2 separate regions of the Ovis aries genome follow, and region 2 is linked to region 1. A link is a contact called in public Hi-C data. All regions are on one chromosome and are shown on one strand. Each heading gives the region's core, a stretch centred on a gene start, on an enhancer-like site or on the middle of the called end of the contact. The rest is flanking DNA. Distances are from core to core; before and after follow the strand shown. Region 1 holds the start of DNAH6 (dynein axonemal heavy chain 6). Region 2 has its middle 14 kb from the start of TRNAF-GAA.

Evidence for each region. Hi-C and Micro-C count contacts between places; a contact is called where the count stands out from the background.
Region 2: a contact with region 1 is called in a Hi-C map of tail adipose tissue, with 6 times the contacts expected there. The contact joins the enhancer-like site here to the promoter of DNAH6 in region 1. A contact is called at or near these places in 8 of 16 Hi-C or Micro-C datasets (blood, liver, mesenteric adipose tissue and 4 more).

Annotation. Positions count from the first base shown.
Region 1 is chr3:56,368,167-56,371,244 of ARS-UI_Ramb_v3.0, reverse strand. It overlaps DNAH6 (dynein axonemal heavy chain 6), which reads right to left and starts at 1,662. Exons shown (of 77, transcript XM_004005864.5): 1 at 1,601-1,662.
Region 2 is chr3:56,790,709-56,793,786 of ARS-UI_Ramb_v3.0, reverse strand. No RefSeq gene overlaps it. Among named protein-coding and RNA genes, the nearest start is that of TRNAF-GAA, 14 kb to the left of the region's middle. Within about 2 kb of position 1,641, at least 19 of the 54 cell types and tissues checked have an H3K27ac peak or open chromatin away from gene starts, as enhancers often do. A contact at or near this core is called in liver and tail adipose tissue, where this site is marked.

The DNA.
Region 1 (3,078 bases), core at 413-2,912:
AGAAGACCCACAACTTGGGTGGGACCCAGGAATTTGCATTTATAATAACTTTTTAGGTGATGGTGTTGCTGCCTCTGATTTGGGGACCACATACCTGCATGCATGCTAAGTTGCTTCAGTCATGTCCAACTCTTTGAAACCCTATGGACTGTAGCCCTCCAGGCTCCTCTGTCTATGGGATTCTCCAGGCAAGAATCCTAGAGTGGGTTCCCATGTCCTCCTCCAGGGGATCTTCCCGACCCAAGGATGGAACCCATCCATCTCTCCTGCATTAGCTGGCAGGTTCTTTACCACTAAGTGCCAGCTGGGAAGCCCACTAGTCCAGATTTGGAAGGATGAATAGAAATGAAATCATAGTGAGATTCTTTCTCACACTTGAGTGTGCAAAATATTTCTGAGGGTGGCAGTGGTGTTCAAAAGAAAGGTAATTCTAACACAGGCAATCTGAGATATCTAGCCTAGATACTTACAGATAAACCAAATAAAGGGGGAAAAAAAGAGTTGATGGCTAAATCATAAAATAGTGCTTTGGGGGATTTTATGAAGATGAGAATCACTTGAGAAGCTTGTGAAAAAGCAGATTCTAATTCATAAACTTTGAGTAGCAAGGCCCCAGAATACTAGAACTATCAGTCTTTTGTAATGGTCTTGTACTTTCACCAACACTCACACTCCAGTCCCATCACATGGATGGAAATACTTTTCTTAAAAACAGTATTATCACACACAAGGTCTTAAACCAGGTGTCAGCAGGTCCAGGTTTTAGTCTAGAACAGCACTGGCCAATCAAAATATAATGCAAATCTCCTACATAATTAAAAAATTTTAAGTAACCATATTTAAAAACAAAAAGGAACATAAAAAGAATTTTTTACCTTTTTATTTTGTATTAGGGTATAGCCAATTAACAAACAATGTTGTGATAGTTTCAGGTGGACAGTGAAAGGACTCAGCCATACATATACATGTTTTCATTCTTACTCAAACTCCTCTCCCATCCAGGCTGCCATGTAACATTGAGCAGAGTTCCCTGTGTTATACAGTAGGTCCTTGGTTGTTATCCATGGTAAATATAGCAGTATGTACATGTCTTCATCCCAGCTTCTCCCTCACTACCCCTTTCCCCCATGCTTCCCCCTGGCAAACATAGAGTTCCTTTTCTAAGTCTGCGAGTTAAAAATAAATTAATTTTAATAATGTTTTTTATTTAATATAACTAAAATATTATCATTTCAACATATAATCAGTATAAACTTTGTTAATGTGATAGTTTTATTTTTTGTTACTACATCGGGGAATTATTTCACCTTTAGGAAACATTTTAATTCAGAAGAGGCTCACCCCCTTCCCCGTGTGGCTAGTGGCTACCATATTGAAACAGGTCCAGATCTGACCACTCAGTGAGAGATCTTGAACAAGTCTCTTGGTATCTCTAGTGCTCAGTTTCCAGCTCTGTAAACTGGTAGGTAGGTAGTAGGTATCATTAAAATGTGACTTTCTCTGCCTCTCTGTGCCTTTCCTTCTATACTCCAAAGGTCACGCTGAGTCTCTTGCCTAGAAGTCGTAGTTCAGCCCCACAGCTCGATTCCTCAGGACTCACCAAGTCAGGCTAGAGAAGCAGCCGCCTCTGAGGGTCTCCTGAGACAGAGCAAAGACAGATCTGGGAGTAGAAAGTTGTCTCTTAAGCCTAGACTGTTTCCCGTTGCCTAGCAGCCACCGGGCCTCCACTGATGCTTACTGCGCCTGTGCGCGATCTGTCGCCACTGGCAACCCCTCAGCCAACTGCTGCTCAGATTCTGAGTCCGGGACTGTGCTGGGCAATCGAGCCAATTACCGTCTCGGAATGTTTTCTTCGTCGCTGTTTGGTGGAGAGCCAGCACTAGACCTGCCGGCTCTTGAGGGCTAGGCTGGAAGGCGGTGCAACCGAAGAAGTTGGTAACGTCTGCTTGTTCCTTCGCTTGTCAGCGGCTCCCGCTCACGACCCCTCCCTCCTCCAGTAGTGTTTTCTGTTGCTCTTCAAGAGGTTTGAGACTGCCTGACATTCGCTTTAATCCAGCTTCGTCTGGTTGGAAGAATCAAGTGCTTTTGTAGACAGTTCAGGCCCCGCTCTCCGAGAGAGCGACCGTCCTGCATCTCTGTCCCACCCATTGACCTCTTTCCAACAGTGTCCTAAAACACTAGGAATGCGGGCTCTTCCCCTCAACCTCCACCCTGTCCTTTCTACTTATGTTCTTTTCTACCTGAAAGGTAATTTAGCGTCCTCAGTGTCAGGCATAGCAAGCCAATATTACTTGGTCTCTGCACTATATTCACCAAAACAGACCCTGGATCTTGCATGGTCTTTGCGTGCGTGCTAAGTCATTTCAGTCGTGCCTGACTCTCAGACTCCATGAACTGTAGCCCTCCAGGCTCCTCTGTCCATGGGATTCTTCAGGCAAGAATACTGGAGTGGGTTGCCGCGCGCTCCTCCAGGGGATCCTCCCCACCCAGGGACTGAACCTGTATCTCTTAGCTCTCTCCTACATTAGCAGGGGGGTTTTCTACCACTAGTGGCACCTAGGAAGCCCCTATGGCTTTTAGACCCACCTATTAAGGTGGTGCAGTGGTAAAGAATCCGCTTGTCAGTGGAGAAGATTCAAAGTGAAGGGTTCGATCCCTAGATGGGGAAGATCCCCTGGAGGAGAAAATGTCAACTTGTGGCAGTATTCTTGCCTGGGAAATCCAATAGACAGATGAACCAGACGGATTCCAGTTCATGCGGTCGCAAAAGAGTCAGACAGGACTGAGGAATTAAATACACAACAAACAAGTCTCCAATGACTGCTGGCAATGCTATATGGAAGCAGCCCCACAGATGCCCCATGCAGGTGCTTACTTCCCCATGCAGGTGCTTACTTTAGATGCCTTATCCCAGTCAGTGATCAGGTGAAGCAGTCCTTTCACCTGTCTGGGGTAAATATTCCACCAGATGACAGTCTTGGTTTTCAGCCTCCCCTCAAAAATAACATAATCACCTCTGAAAGTCATTGTTTTACTTTTTCCTTTTTGGTCCTTTTTGTTTTAACCTTGATATGTGTT
Region 2 (3,078 bases), core at 392-2,891, 420 kb before region 1:
CTTATGCCACCATAGATTTAAGGTGATTAAAAGTGATTAAACCTTAAATCGTAATTAAATTAAAAGATTTAAGGTGATTAGATCTGCTTTTCTTAAAACGCCTTCAGACCTGCCTTCTCATCTGTCTCCTAGGGGTGGTCAGCATTGCTGACCTTACGGGTGATAAAAAGGACCCATGTGTCTGGGTTTGGGACTCTACCCACTTAGATCAGGCTTGTGTTGAGAGAGGCCCAATTCACACGTGTGAGTGTGGGTGGAAAAGCAGCTTTGGAAAGGAAGAGAAGCCCCACAGTAGACCGTGCCAAGGCCCCGTGACTGTACCAACACTCGCTTGTCAGGGTCCTTTGAAAACCACCTCTAGGGAAGTTAGTTGCAGCTCCGTCTACTTCTAAATGCCTCTCAAGCTTAAAGGTAAACAAGCTATGCAGTGTTTGTTGAATAAGAATGTGTAGAGAGCAGAGATCTTATAGGGAAGCTCGCTGGAAAATAGGAGACCTCCTGAGAACCCAAACTTAACTCCAAAGTTGAGTCAAAGCAGGAGGTCAAGCGCTCATAAAGGATCCTCCACCCTCAACCCTCGCACCAGTGTGAACTGTTTGGGGAATATGAAGGAGGTCAGTTGTGATCAGAGAAGAGGGAATGTGTTAAATTTGTTGTTTCTGGCCTTTAGGCTGTTTAGTTGGTCAGTTGTGTCCAACTCTTTGTGACTGGGGACTGTAGCCTGCCAGGCTCCTCTGTCCATAGGATTTCCCAGGCAAGGATACTGGAGCGGGTTGCCATTTCCTTCTCCAGGGTTCCTGATCCAGGGATCGAATTCACATCTTCTGCATTATAGGCTGATTCTTTACCACTGAGCCACCTGGGGAAGCCCGCAGATACTACACTACTTTCTGGATTTTTTTTTTTTTTTTTTTTTCTGCTTTGCTGGAGACCTGAAACAGAATTGGAACAAAATACAGAAACGTGTCCCACTTCTCTACGGCTACTCCAGAAATGGCCACAAGATGGCGCTCGTTCCCTCTTTAGGGGTCTTCAGTGTTCCATCCGCCCAGTAGCCACCACTTGCGCCCTGTTGTACCCGGAACCTGCTTGTGGCTGCCTGCAGGCTGGTGGTTTGACTTCTTTCGTGTCCCTCCAATCTTGCATGAAAGAAGTCTGCTCTCCTGCACTGGGAGCCCGGAGTCTTAACCACTGGACCGCCAGGGAAGCCCTTCAGAACTTTTTTAAACATTGTGCTGGCCTAAAACTGCATATCTCCAAGCCACTTATATTTAAAATGTCTGGCCCAGGATAAAACCTGAATTCCCCAGTATGGCCCTGGGGACCCTTCACAGCTATCCCCGCCCTCCTTTTCCATCCCCATCTCAAGCACTTAGGCTCTAGGCAGACCCAACACGCCCTCCACAGCCTTCGCCCTGGACGCAAATCCGTTGTCCAGAAAGCCCCTGCTCCAGCGTTCCCGCTCCTCCGCTGGCTTGTGGGGTCCTCACAGGCCGAGACAGGACCGCTGCCTAGCTTCACTCCAAGGGGCAACTTTCCACTGGACTCTGTCAGAACGGTGTCCCCCGGGGCAAGTTGTGCAACGTCGCCGCCGGCACGGAGCCGGCTCTCGGCGTGACACGTTACCGGGCTCGCTCAGTCTGTGGCCGCCTCCACGGCCCGCCGCCAGTCGGCGCTCATCCTCCCCTCGGGGGCTCTGCGGCGGCCGAAGACCACGGAGGCAGGTCTGTGGCGCTTTTGAATCTCAAGCCGCCCTTTGCCCTTCATGGCCCTAGAGCCCTGAGCCCACCAGAGACCGGACTTAGGGTACATTCCCCTCCCTTCTGCCCCGTGGTTGGTTCTAAACACCCCCAGGCTCAATTCGTTTCCATGTGGACGCTGGTGCTGACTCAAGAACTTGTTTTTGGAGTCATCAGACCCTCTCATGATGCTCGAATTGACAGTGCCAGCCCTGCACGTTCCACTTGCCTACACCAGCCCTGTATCCCCCGGGGGTGGCCAGGCTTGAGGAAGTGGACTAAGTGGACTGGCACCTAGATAGGCCAGGCAGACACCCCAACTCCCCACCCCCAGAGTGTGACCGAGGGGTTCTGGAAAGACCCTGTTAGCACTCTGAGCAGGCCGGCAGAAGGGGGAGACGCAGCCATGGGGGAGCTTCCAACAGCCGGGAACCTCCAGGCGAGCTGAGCATAAGCAATGGGACAGCCTTGTCTAAAGGGCCATTCATCTGCCTTGTGTCTATGTTCTGTGAAGTGAAAGTGTTGGTTGCTCAGTCGTCTCTGACTCTTTGGGACCCCATGGACTGTAGCCTGCCAGGAGTCTCTGTCCACGGAATTCTCCAGGGGAGAAAACTGGAGTGGGTAACCATTACCTTATCCAGGGGATCTTCTCCACCCAGGGATCAAACCCTCCTCGTCCTGCAGGAGGATTCTTTACCATCTGAGTCACCAGGGAAGCCTTTCTATGGCCTTTAAGACCTCTAGAATTTCTAAAAAGAAGGGGCTAGGCAGCGATCTGTTTGGAAGAGGGTGGCCTATGGCATGGGAATGAGGGAGGCACCTACAGACTTGCTTTGCAAGGATCCCCTTTTGCAGCTTAATAAAAAGAATAAGATTTTCTAGCATTGTTTTTGGAGAAGGCAATGGCACCCCACTCCAGCACTCTTGCCTGGAAAATCCCATGGACGGAGGAGCCTGGTGGACCACAGTCCATGGGGTGGCTAAGAGTCGGACACGACTGAGTGACTTCACTTTCACTTTTCACTTTCATGCATTGGAGAAGGAAATGGCAACCCACTCCAGTGTTTCTTGCCTGGAGAATCCCAGGGACGGGGGAGCCTCATGGGCTGTGGTCTATGCGGTCACACAGAGTCAGACACGACTGAAGCGACTTGGCAGCAGCAGCAGCAGCAGCAGCATTGTTTTTATTACATGTACATAAGGGTATTCTTGTTCAGATGCTCAGTCGTGTCCAACTCTTTGCAACTTCATGGACTATGGCCCACCAAGCTCCTCTGTCCATAGGATTCACCAGGCAAGAATACTGGAGAGGGTTGCCACTTCCTTCTCCAGGGGATCT